Regions from separate parts of the Sus scrofa genome. Here region 1 is linked to region 2. A link is a contact called in public HiChIP or PLAC-seq data. All regions are on one chromosome and are shown on one strand. Each heading gives the region's core, a stretch centred on a gene start, on an enhancer-like site or on the middle of the called end of the contact. The rest is flanking DNA. Distances are from core to core; before and after follow the strand shown.

Region 1 (6,239 bases), core at 3,260-5,759, 200 kb before region 2:
AAAGGGGACAGTGAGTCCTGGCGAAGAGACCCAGATCCCACTTTGGCTAAAGTGCAGGTTAAGGTAAATAGCTGACCTCCCTCACTTTCCAGGACAAAGAGACAAGGCCACGAGGCAGCAGAGCAGAGCGGCGAAGAGGGCAGATTCTGGGACCAAACCACCAGGCTCACCATCTCAGTCCTGCCACTTAGAAGCTGTGTGGCTTGAACAGGTTGCCTGGCCTCTCTGTGCCTCATATTCTTCACCCCAAACCTGAGAATAACAATAGCACCTACTACAGGGAATCAATACACGGATTAAGTGAGGTAATTGACTAAGGTGCCGAGCAAGGCCCTGGCAGGTGATCAACGCTCAGCATCGAAGGGGGATGGGTGGTGTAGGGGGGGTTAGGGGGTTCATACCTCCAAGGCTGTGAGAATTGCAGGGACAATGAAGTCTCCACCTTGGGCTTCCCGGAGTTCACAGTTTAGTGAGGGACAGTGGGAGAAAATGCTAATGCAGCCATCAGAGCACCCATGACAAGTGACCTCCGCTGTGTAGTAGCACAGCCAGAGGCAGCACCCAGCATCCCCACACCTGCAACTTATATTAATTCATTTGTATGTATCCTCCTCCCAGGAAAACTTAATATCTTGAGTGACTCCACCCCCAACACACTCAACGAGCCCAGAGGGGCATGAGTTGGGGGCTGTGAATTGGCTGGGCTCCCTGTGCCAAAAGGCTCTCATGGTGTGAGCTGACCGAGACGTGAGTGACCGCAATGTGTAAAGCACTGATTTGGACCACAAGGCCCCGACACACACACACCTGCTACTCCATACGGTGCGTGATCCATTCTAACACTGGAGAAAAGCAGCACGGGATTCACTGAGGGAAGGGGGCTGGTCTTGAACATGAGTCCGTCCATTTTCGAGAGGCTTGAAACAACACATTTTAGTTTGAGGTCAGAGTTTAAACTCTGGCTATCTTGAGAGGGCGCCTTTGGGGGTTCGTTAACAACCTGTCTTCAAGAGCCTCGAAACAGAAGGTTCCCACTGTGGCGCAGTGGGTTAAGAATCCCACTGGAGCCACTGCAAAGGCACGGGTTCAATCCCCAGCTTGGGAAAGTAGGTTAAAGGATCATCCAGTGTTGTTGCAGCTCAGATTCAATCCTTGGCCAGGGAACTTCCACGTACTACAGGTGCAGCCTTTTTTTTTTTTTTCCGATAGGCAAGAAATAGATTTATTAAGATAGGACACTTGTGAGAGTTGCGAGCCAGCAGGCAAGGAGGCTCTGCCAGTGCAGCTATTTAAAAAAAAAAAAAAAAAAAACGGAAAGACTGGAAACAAACCTAAAGCCCATCAGCAGGGCAGTGGTGATCAAAACTATGGAAACTATGGTCTCTGTGCAGTGAGGTACTACAGCAGCTGACAAACAGAAGGAGAGGCAGCATTATGCAACAGCCAAGACGTGGAGACACTAAGTGTCCATGGATGAATGGATAAAGGAGATGTGGTGTGTGTGTGTGTGTGTGTGTGTGTGTGTGTGTACACACACACAATGGAATACTATTTGATCATAAAAAAAGAAGGAAATCCTGCCATTTGTGACAACCTGAGTGGACCTTGAGGGTGTTATGCTCAGGGAAATGAGTCAGAGAAAAACAAATACTGCATGATCTCATTTATTGAAATCTAAAACACACACACAAACACACACACACACACACACACACACACCCGTAGATACAGAGCAGGGGGTTAGAAGGGTGGGGAATATGGGTGAAGAGAGTCAAAAGGTACAAACTTCCAGTTATAAAATAGATGTCTGGAGATGTAACATACAACAGGGCGACTATAGTTGATAATACTGTACTGCATATTTGAAAGTTGCTAAGAGAGTAGATATTAAAGATTCTTGTCACAAGAGGAAAAAAAAAGGAGTTCCCATTGTGGCTCAGTCAGTAGTAATGAACACAATTAGAATCCATGAGGACACAGGTTCGATCCCTGGCCACGCTCAGTGGGTTAAGGATCTGGCGTGGCTGTGGCTGTAGTGCAGGTTACAGACACCTCTCGGATCCCACATTGTTGTAGGCTGTGGCACAGGCCAGCAGCTACAGCTAAGAGTCAACCCCTAGCCTGGGAACGTCCATATGCTCCTGGAACGGCCCTAAAAAGACAAAAAGAAAAAAATTTCTGTAACCATGAAAGATGATGGATGTTAACTAAGACTTATTAGGGAGATTGTGTCACAATGTATACAGTTATTGAATCATTACGTTGTACACCTGGAACTCATATAATGTTGTATGTTGATTACATCTCAATTTTAAAATTTTAATTAATTTCAAAAATTAATTTGCTCAGAGGGTAAAAACCAGATATAGTGTCCATGAGGATGCGAGTTCGATCCTTGGCCATGCTCAGTGGGTTAAGGATCCCATATTGCTGCAAGCTGCATTGTAGATCCTGCGTTGCGTTGCTCGGGCAAAGGTTGGCAGCTGCAGCTCCAATCCAACCCCTAGCCCAGGAACTTCCATTAAAAAAAAAAGAAATATCTCCAAGATATCCTATACAGTTATAAGATGCCGATTTATGCAAAAGGGGAGGGGGGAGATGTATTCGTATTTACTGTGTGTACTTTTTAAAAACGAAAGGTCCAGGAGTTCCCTGGTGACATAGAGGTTAAAGATCCAACTGCTGTGGCACAGGTTCAGTCCCTGGCCTGGGAACTTCCACATGCCTTGGGTGCTGCCATAAATAAACAAGTAAAAGTGAAAGATCCATATAAAACTAATGACAATGGTTACCCATGGTGAGGGGTCACGAGACAGACAGGGTACAAAGGCAAGAGGGAATCCTTCCTCTGAATGCCTTTTTCTTTTCTTTCCTTTTCTTTTCGGGCTGCACCTGCTGCATGTGGAAATTCCTAGGTTAGGGGTCGAATCAGAGCTACAGCTGCCAACCTAGGGCATAGCCACAGCAACATGCAACCTACACCACAGCTCACAGCTCTCGGCAATGCCCCAGATCCTTAACCCACTGAGAGAGGCCAGGGATGGAACCTGCAGCCTCATGGATACTAGTCAGGTTCATTACTGCTGAGCCACAACAGGAACTCCCTGAATGCCTTTTTTTTTTTTTTTTAATGTGATTAAAAAACCATAGCAAAAATCACCATCTTTAAATTTTCCAGTGCAGCGGGTCAGGAGGGTTACATGTAGTCATATTGCTGTGCAATGGTACTAAGTATGTTTCATCACTTTTTTAGATATTTTTGAGCCACATTCCTGTACCACCTATTTTGAAAATCAACTTTAAAATCATTAGGCCCAAATAAGATAAATCAAGAGAATCACTGTCACGGAAATAGGAAAAAAAGTACATGTGCTTGGAAATCAGAATGCGCTGAATTCCAACCTGGTCCCTGCCATTTACGAGTCTGGGGCAAGCGAAGGAATCCTCTAAGCCTTAGTCTCCCCTTTCTTTAAAACCCTTCCCCAGAGAGATGGCGCCACTCAAAGGGCAGTGGTGAGCACTGAATGAGAATTCTTATAAAGCCCCAGGGGTAGTAGGTCTCCCAAAGTAAGTTCCCGCAATCACGGGTCTTTTTTCACCGCATCTGGAAGAATCCTGGAGAAAGGAGGGCCTTTGGCCAGTGCAGTGGTGTGCCACCTTTGGAGGGCCAGAGTCATTGGAGGGTGCCTTCCTGGACCCCACCCCAAACCCACCGCCCCAGAACCTACTGGTAAGACCACAGCACTCCTATTCTAATGCATCCCGCCCTGCCCCCGCCAACCCAGACCAAAGCGATAGAACACGTTTGGCCGGGAGTCTGTGCTCCTACACTGCACCCCACCCTTCAGCTGCAAAACTTAAGGAGATTTGGAGACATTTGCTCTAGCTTCCACTAGGGGGCGGGCTTGGTGCTCTGGGGGTGGGGGTTGGTAGGCCGACTGACCTGCAGATGTCATTCTGGAAGCAGAGGAGGCCTCGCTGAGGCTGCTAAGAGAGCTTGAGGGAGCTATTTCCTTGTGTGTGTTGGGAGGACGGGGCCGGGGATTGCCCTTTCTGTACCTTGAATCTTGTATAGCCTCTCTCTCCACTTAAAGCAGCAAAAAGAGAGTGCAGTGTCCCAATTACTGAGCTTCGTCATCCATTTATTGAGCTTCTGATGCAGCTCCCAAGTTGCTCTCTCCACACTCTGGGCTGTGCTGGGGAGCAGATCCAGTCCCCTTGGTTGCCTGGAGCTGCCAGTTGTGAGCGTTTTTGTCAGAGAAAAGCACGGCGGGACGCCAGCGCTGCGGCTGACCACTTTCCTTCGGTTCCCTCCGAGGTCCCTTCCAATCCGTGGGAGGCTTTTCTGCCCATCACCGAGATCCATTTACTTTGCATCCCCTTTTGGCCTCGCTACCTCCTCCCAAAAGATCGGCGTCCCCGGATTTCCCAGGGATTCTCCCTGTCCCTCCCGGGGAAGGGGGCTCGAAAATCGGAGGCTGCACTGGCGCCGTGGGGACAGCAGGTGGCGCCCTGGGCTGTGGAGGCTGGATCAAGAAAGCCTTGCTTATAAAAAGACTTTCCTAGAGAGAGTAGAGGTACCCCGTGCGCGGAGGGGCGCGATAAATATTTGATAGCGAGGCGACTTGTGCTTGTGAAATCGTTTCCTGTTACACCGTCTCCTGGTCTAAGCTCTGGCTGGCAGGAGAGTGAAAGAATGAGAATGCGTCGTCGGCTGGAAGGGCCCGGAACCTCCTCATTGCAGAAAAGGGGAACTCGGCTGGGAGCCGGGAGGCTCATGCAGGCCCCCACGGAGAAAGGCAGAGTCAAGACTTCTGTCCTGCCGGTGCCTGGGCTGCCCTTTGACCCATACGTGGCTCTTCCAAAAAGATTTGCTGCTATGAGCCCATCCCTGCATCCAGGATGATGTCCTGGGTTCAGAGCTGAGTATTTCCTGCACTTGGGTCCTTTTCATCCCTCTTCTCTGGCCAGATCTCCACCCTACCCGAGTTACTACTCGGTTAACATTTTTCTTAAAATCAACTCATTTTTAAAAGTCAAATACAATTAAAAGGGAAGCATTTTATTGCCACAATGATTGGGAGTCTGGTATTTCTTGCCAAAAACAGAACCGTGAAAATAAACACATTACAATTACAATTCCTTAAAAGCCTGGCTGTTTCCCAATGAATATCGTTTGCCATCCCGTCAGTGGTGTGCTTTCCACACTTAGGAAAAACTCTGGGATTCCAGTACAAGCTCTCCCAGGAGTTCTGTGTTTTGTTTTGTTTTGCTTTGCTTTGCTTTTTAGGACCGCACCCTCGGCATATGGAAGTTCCCAGGTTAGGGGTCAAATCGGAGCTACAACGGCCGCCTACACCACAGGCACAGCAGTGTGGGATCCAAGCCGAGTCTGCGACCTACACCACAGCTCACAGCAAAGCCAGATCCTTAACCCACTGAGCAAGGCCAGGGATCGAACCCACATCTTCACAGATACTAGTCGGGTTCGTTAACTGCTGAGCCACAAAGGAAATTCTCTCCCAGGAATTCAGAATGAGAGGAGGCGAGAGGTGGGGATGGGAGAGTGGGGAGGGGAGCTGGGGAGAGCTGGCTATGCGTTTTGCCCCCTTAGAGAACAAAGGGAACCTTGACTGCTATCCCACGTCCTTCCTGCAGTATGCATATGCTTCCGGAAACTGCCCAAGTTATTTTTTACTCTGGAAGCTGGAGGAACAGGGTGGAGACCTGGCTTCCTGTGAGCCTGCCCGGCCCTGAAAGCAAGATAGCATCTCAGGGTGCGCAGGTCCTCAGACCTCAGCCAGCCGGTGCTGGAGGGGCCCCACAGCAGGCCTCCACCCTTCTGCTTCTGCGGAGAAGTCTTCGATTTTGCAGATCTCTGTGCCAGCCAGCTCTACCCTGCCTCTTCCTTATGGTAGAGACTTCTGACAAGTTCCTCAACCTCCTTAAGTTTCAGCTTCCTCATCTGTAAAGTGAGCAGGATGCCTACCTCCCAGGGTTGTTTGTGGGGGCTCAGCAGGATTGTTTGTGTAGAGTCAACCCATCAATCATTTGCAGGAGACGTTTCCTCTCTCTCTCTCTCTCTCTCTCTCTCTCTCTCTCTCTCTCTCTTTTTTTCTTGGTCTTTTTAGGGTCACACCCACAGCATATGGAGGTTCCCAGGCTAGGGGTCGAATCTGAGCTACAGCTGCCCGCCTACACCACAGCCATCAGAACTCGGGATCCGAGCTGCTTCTGCA
Region 2 (6,516 bases), core at 122-2,621:
GAACACTGTTCCCTCTCTGACACTCGGAATTTGTGGAATGAATCTGTGGAATGAATGAATTTGTAGAATAAATGAATTTGGCAGAGAACTTCTTCACAAAACCACTACCTTGGGAGTTCCCGTCATGGCTCCGCAGAAAGGAATCCAACTAGGAACCATGAGGTTGTGGGTTCAATCCCTGGCCGCACTCAGTGGGTTAAGGATCCGATGTTGCTGTGAGCTGTGATGTAGGTTGCAGACATGGCTCGGATCTGGTGTTGCTGGGGCCAGCAGCTGTAGCTCCAATTAGATCCCTAGCCTGGGAACCTCCATATGGCATGAGTGCAGCCCTAAAAAGCAAAAACAAAACAAAACAAAACAAAACAAAACATGCCCACTACCTTGGATCAGCCAGAAGGTAAAGAAATCAGATCAGGCTTTCTGTCTACTTGTAGGATCTATGGAAGATTGGGAGGGAAGGGAGAGGGAGGAGAAAGAGAGACAAAGACAGAGGCAGAGCGAATAGGGGTCAGTCTATTAGTGAGGGTATTCATACATCTTCTCTTTCCTTCACTCCTATGAATCACCAAGAAGTAGTCGTATGAAATTTGTATGTTTCTTTGTTCATTTTCTTTTTAGGGCCGCACCTGCAGCATATGGACATTCCCAGGCTAGGGGTCAAGTTGGAGCTGCACTGCCGGCCAACACCACAGACAAAGCAACACCAGATCTGAGCCACATCTGTGACCTATGCCAAAGCTTGTGGCAACACCGGATCCTTAACCCACTGAGCCATGCCAGGGATCAAACCCGCACTTTCATGGACACTATGTCGGGTTCTTAACCCACGGAGCCACAAGGGAACTCCAAATGTGTATGTTTTTGGCACAGATCTAACCATTGGCTCTCATGTCCTGCAACCCAACTATTTCAAGAATCATTCCATCCAGGATCTTAGGTAACACCACCATGGGCAGAGCCACTAAGCGCTTAGCCAGGTGCCCACGGACGGTCATGCGCTGCACAGTAGACAGAGTAAGGGCCTTCGACTCAACTGCAGGTGAGAAGGGCAGAAGGAAGGGCCATGAAGCCATATATGGCTCCACTAGAGGGAAAAGGAGGGGCCAGGTCCCTGCACACAGCTCAGTTCCTGGAAAGAAACAGGACATCTTGTAACAGGACAGGGATGGGAGGGAGAATTCCTTTTTCCTGTAGACCTTTTGCAATATTGGAATTTTATTTTTTACTGTGGACATGGATGATCTATTTAAAAATCATTGGAATGTTGACTTTTAAAAGTGAAAGTAGTTAGAATATTTGCAGACTTCCTGACTCACTCAGAGCTTCTGCCCTCCAAGCCTCTGAGGAGGTGGCCCTGGCTACTGGCCCTGAACATATTTCGGCAGGTTGGCTAATCACACAGCATGGGCTCGCAGACTTCCCCTCCTGACACTGCAGTTCCTACACCTTCTTGGAATTTCAGGCCTTCTCAACTTTCCCCCGAGTGACTTACGGAGGGTGTTTGCCAGCGCCCGGCTGTCTGCTGGCAAGCCCGGGTGCTGTCAGGAAAGGATGTACCATTTTCAGATCCCAGATCTGGCCAGTTAGACCCCCTTTGGTCGGAGTAAATATGAGTATGAGGGGCCAGGGGGACTGGATGGGCCTTGCCCTCTCCAAGGTTTTGTTCCTTTTTAAAAAAAAAAAAACCTTTCTGTATCATTCGAATTTTTATAATCTGTATACAATTACTTTGTGAGCAGAAGACTTTGAGGGTGTAAACAGCGCCTGGTAAACTCCCAGAGGCAACCACCCCGCCAAGGGCCAATTCTGTGTCCTGAGGGAGAGGCCTCTGCTCTTGAGCTATGTAGGAGGCCACCCGCTTCGAGAGGGCTCACAGGTGACTCAGAAACACAGGCACAGGTGACCACGGGTGCTTTAGGCATGAGGAAGCCGCAGAGAGTTTTAAGTCGGGGAGTCCCATGTCTGGTCCACCCTGAGCCCTTGTGCTCTTGAAGGGGTCTAGGCTGGCCCCAGGCATAGCTTTTTATAAGCATTCCAATTTTTGGCTTATTTTCTCACTCCATCCTGAGCACACCAGCTCCTCCCTTCCCAGTTTTTACCATTTCATTAAATAAATAACCCCACCTGGTGCTCAAGCAAAACAATTCTTTTTACTCTTTCTTGTTTCTCCTCTCAATAGCTAGTCCTGTGGATTTCCTTCCCAGAATAAATCTCCAGTTCCCTTCTTCTCTCTACACTCGAGCCAGCATGACCAAAGCCCGGATCACCCATCACCTGGGGAACTGCCACAGCCTCTCACTGTCCCCTGATGCCCCTCTCGGCCCTCCGAGGTCCCTCTTGGAGTTAACAGTCAGTCTTGCTCAGGCACCGATCAGATCTGTTTGCTCAGATCTGTTTGCTCTCTGATGGCTCCCCATATGTGACATGAAGCAGAAACTCTGTGATATGAGCTGCAGGATTGGCCCCAGCAGCATCCTGCAACCCACCTGCTAGAGTTTCCCTGCTTGCATCCCACTCTCTATGTGGATGTTTATGGGTTTTCATGAAATTTCATGTTTTTGCATGTGTCTGCTCCCCTGGGACCTAGACTTCTTCATTAGAATCAGCTCCTTTCTTCTCCCCCAAATCATATCCACTTGGCCCTATCTACATTGACTAGTAGAAAAATCAATATTTCAGTTCCTTGGAGTTCCCCACAAGGGGTTAAGGATCCAGTGTTGTCACTGCTGCAGCTTGAGTCGCTGCTGTGGCACAGGTTCCATCCCTGGCCCTGGAACTTCCTCATGCCACAGGGGAAGCCAAAAAAAAAAAAAAATTCAGCTCCTCACCTCCCCTCCTCATTGACCAATTGATTGGGTCCATCTAAACCTGATGAGTCATCTGGCCAATTTTCTTAAAAAAAAAAAAAATCAAACCAAGAAATTACAGAACTCACCAAATTGGGGGGCTATCATTTGACACCTCTTAGAGTGAGCCAGGAAACAGGGGCACCAGCGTGGTGTTTGGGGACAACGTGCTAAAGCACACCCCAGGAAGGTGGTTTCAGCCTGACCTCCGCCTTCTGACGTCATGGCCACACGGCCACCACTTTGAGAGTTGTGCTAAGCGGTGCAAGAGGTACTTACCCCGAGCCACTCAGTTGGTCTAGGGCCCTTGTGCTTAGAAGTGTGCAGGGCTAGGAGTTTCCGTCGTGGCTCGGTGGTTAATGAATCCGACTAGGAACCATGAGGTTGTGGGTTCGGTCCCTGGCCTTTCTCAGTGGGTTAAGGATCCAGCATTGCCGAGAGTTGTGGTGTAGGTTGAAGATGCGGCTCGGATACCAGTGTTGCTGTGGCCCTGGCGTAGGCCAGTGGCTACAGCTCCGATTCGACCCCTAGCCTGGGAACCCCCATATGCCGCGGGAGCGGCCCTAGAAAAGGCAAAAAGACAAAAATAAATAAATCAATAACATAAAATAAAATAAAAAGCAGAAAATAAATATACAAATAAAGCGTTTTCAACAAATACATGCATCATTCCATTCTAATGAACCCACATTTGTTCTTTTTTTTTGGCCATGGCTGAGGAGTGCAGAAGTTCCTATAGGGATCGAACACTCGCCACAGTAACCAACACTGAGTCCTTAACTGCTAGGCCACCAGGAAACTCCAAAAACCCACATTTGAAGACTGGTGGACAAGGCTGGGGTCACAGGTGGTTTTAGTGTACTGTTTGGGGTAAGTGACTTCCTGAGCCTCGGCCCAGTTGCTTTGGTTGCTAAGTAACAAATTGTTCTTCATGGAAAAATTGGGTGAGCTGAGGCTTGTGCAATTGTGTCCTCGCCCTGACTCCCTTACCTTTTTAGCAGAGGTGTTTCCACTGGTGGGGGCTGCCGTGCATCTTGCCGAGGCAGTCCTGTGCAGACACACATCTGCAATTAACATTTAGGAGGTGCAAAGGGGTGTCACAAAATTCTTGTGTGAGGGCCAAGAAGGGGCAGGGCTAGACAGAAGAGACCTCTGGCCTGCCCTGCCAGCTCAAAGGGCAGAACCCACTTCCTGGACATTGACCATCCTTGATCTCTGTAGGACCCCGAGGAAACCACCCCGTCAGCCTCCGTGACACAGGGACACTGCCAGGGGATGAGGCGAGCATGCAGCTGCCTGGCAGCCCTTGGTAGGCATCACGCAGGCGTGTGCTCGGTGACCCCTGGCCTGCTTCTGATTTGTTGCTGCACATCCTTAGGAAATGAGGACATGCAGCAGCCCGGCTTCTCGGGGAAGCGACCGATGAGCCCTCTCTCCGCAGTCAGGTGCAGATTTGGGTTCACTTGGGAAGCATGGTGTGTGAGGTCAGTTTAGAGTCTTTTAAGCCCCCTAGAATCTCACATGTGGTTCCACCTAACAAACAGGGTTGTTTGTTTTTGTCTAAAGAATAAAGAGGAGTTCCCGTCGTGGCGCAGTGGTTAACGAATCCGACTAGGAACCGTGAGGTTGCGGGTTCGGTCCCTGCCCTTGCTCAGTGGGTTAAGGATCCGGCGTTGCTGTGAACTGTGGTGTAGGTCGCAGACGCGGCTCGGATCCCGTGTTGCTGTGGCTCTGGCGTAGGCCAGTGGCTACAGCTCTGGTTTGACCCCTAGCCTGGGAACCTCCATATGCCATGGGAGCGGCCCAAGAAATGGCAAAAAGACCAAAAAAAAAAAAAAAAAAAAAAAAAAAGAAACGAGCTCTTATTTTACCTTCTAGGATGACAAGAAGTTTTGCCCAATTCTTTATGTTAGATAACATTAGATAGTAAAGAAGGGTTTGTGAGCATTCCATCCAATAACTGGGGATGTTTCTCCAGCTCTAACTTTTTTTTTTTTTTTTTTTTTTTTGTCTTTTTAGGGCTGCACCCATGGCTAGGGGGCAAATTGGAGCTACAGCTGCTGGCCTACACCACAGCCACAGCAACACCAGATCTGATCTGCATCTGTGACCTACACCACAGCTCACAGCAATGCCGGATCCTTAACCCACTGAGCGAGGCCAGGGATCAAACCTGCATTGTCATGGATACTAGTTGGGTTCTTAACCCACTAAGCCACAAAAGGAACTCTGGGAAGCTCTAACATTTTAAAGTTCAGAGACTTGTGCTGCTCAAATATGTGCAGCCTACACACCAGAAGTATGACATAAGAGGAGTTCCTGTCGTGGCGCAGTGGTTAACGAATCCGACTAGGAACCATGAGGATGCGGGTTTGATCCCTGGCCTTGCTCAGTGGGTTAGGGTTGCTGTGAGCTATGGTGTAAGTCACAGACGCGGCTCAGATCCCACGTTGCTGTGGCTCTGGCGTAGGCTGGTGGCTATAGCTCCGATTAGACCCCTAGCCTGGGAACCTCCATATGCCAAGGGAGCAGCCCTAGAAATGGCAAAAAGACAAAAAAAAAAAAAAAAAAGTATGACATAAGAATTCACTAAAATTAAAAGACTGAATTTATAATCCCTGATTTGGCGCTCTGAAATAGAAACCGAGTAATGACTTGGCGTTAAGCCCTCCTTCCATAAACCCATGTGCTTTACAATTCCTCTCTGTAACTAGGGTAAATGTGTCACACAGCAGGACGCTAGAGGCCCCTCTCAGGACAGGACAGAGCTCCCCCGACCCCCACCATATCCTCTGCCTGTCTTTATTCTGCAAAAAAACTTTAACCAAAGAATAAAATAAATCAGAGAAATGAGAACCTACAGAACCAAGAAAAATAGCCAAACAGGACAAACTAATAATAGTTTAGCCAGTAAACAAAGTCAAGGACCTTTAGTTCCTCCTCACAGGCTATAGATAATATTCTGAGCCATATACCGTGAGCTGTCTTGTAGATACGAAAGCCCCCACCAGATGGAACTACATGATGGCCAGACTGGAGCCATGACTTAAGCAGCCACAATTCTGAGAACTGGCCTCAAGGAAGTGGAAACAAACTGACTCTGGGACTGAAGATTAACTGGGTTTAAAACAAAGTTGGAGTTGACTCTGCTGCTCTGCAGGGAGCCCCCTCCCTCCACTTACACACCCTTGAAATTCTCCTTTAAAATCTCTTGCCCTCTGATAGGCAGGGGTAGGGGATGGGGTGGAGATTGGCCTTTGGACATGAGTCCGCCCTTTCCCCAGATTGCCAGCCTCTGAAATAAAGCCACCTTTCCTTTCCTACCAATGTTGATGTCAAATATTGGCAGCCAAACCTGAGTTCAGTAACAGGGAGAACAGGTTTTCCAAGGTGGAGTCACTCTGGCCTCCAGTTGGCCCTGTTACCTTTCTTCTACATTTGCCTTTTCCTTGACCATGACCTTCAGCCCTCCAACATTTCCTCATTCTTCCATTTGCCATCCTTGTGTGGCCTTCTTTCTCTATTCAGAAACTTGATTGCACACACAAACACACAGTAATAAGCAATATAGTGCAAATTCCTTAGCTATTCAAACCCAATCTGATTTGACTGATGTATCCAGAGAAGCAGCTCCCTTCACCCGCCCAGGGCAGACTCATTTGCCCAGCAC

What was found. HiChIP or PLAC-seq counts read pairs in DNA pulled down with a chosen protein or histone mark.
Region 1: a contact with region 2 is called in an H3K27ac HiChIP or PLAC-seq map of alveolar macrophages. The contact joins two enhancer-like sites. A contact is called at or near these places in 3 of 47 Hi-C or Micro-C datasets (embryonic fibroblasts, retroperitoneal adipose tissue and subcutaneous adipose tissue) and 2 of 2 datasets of contacts at active chromatin or transcription factors (alveolar macrophages and skeletal muscle).

What each region holds. Positions count from the first base shown.
Region 1 is chr6:36,106,317-36,112,555 of Sscrofa11.1, forward strand. No RefSeq gene overlaps it. Among named protein-coding and RNA genes, the nearest start is that of N4BP1, 13 kb to the right of the region's middle. Within about 2 kb of position 4,510, at least 47 of the 83 cell types and tissues checked have an H3K27ac peak or open chromatin away from gene starts, as enhancers often do. A contact at or near this core is called in alveolar macrophages, retroperitoneal adipose tissue, skeletal muscle and 1 more, where this site is marked.
Region 2 is chr6:36,308,235-36,314,750 of Sscrofa11.1, forward strand. No RefSeq gene overlaps it. Among named protein-coding and RNA genes, the nearest start is that of SIAH1, 26 kb to the right of the region's middle. Within about 2 kb of position 1,372, at least 31 of the 83 cell types and tissues checked have an H3K27ac peak or open chromatin away from gene starts, as enhancers often do. A contact at or near this core is called in alveolar macrophages, retroperitoneal adipose tissue, skeletal muscle and 1 more, where this site is marked.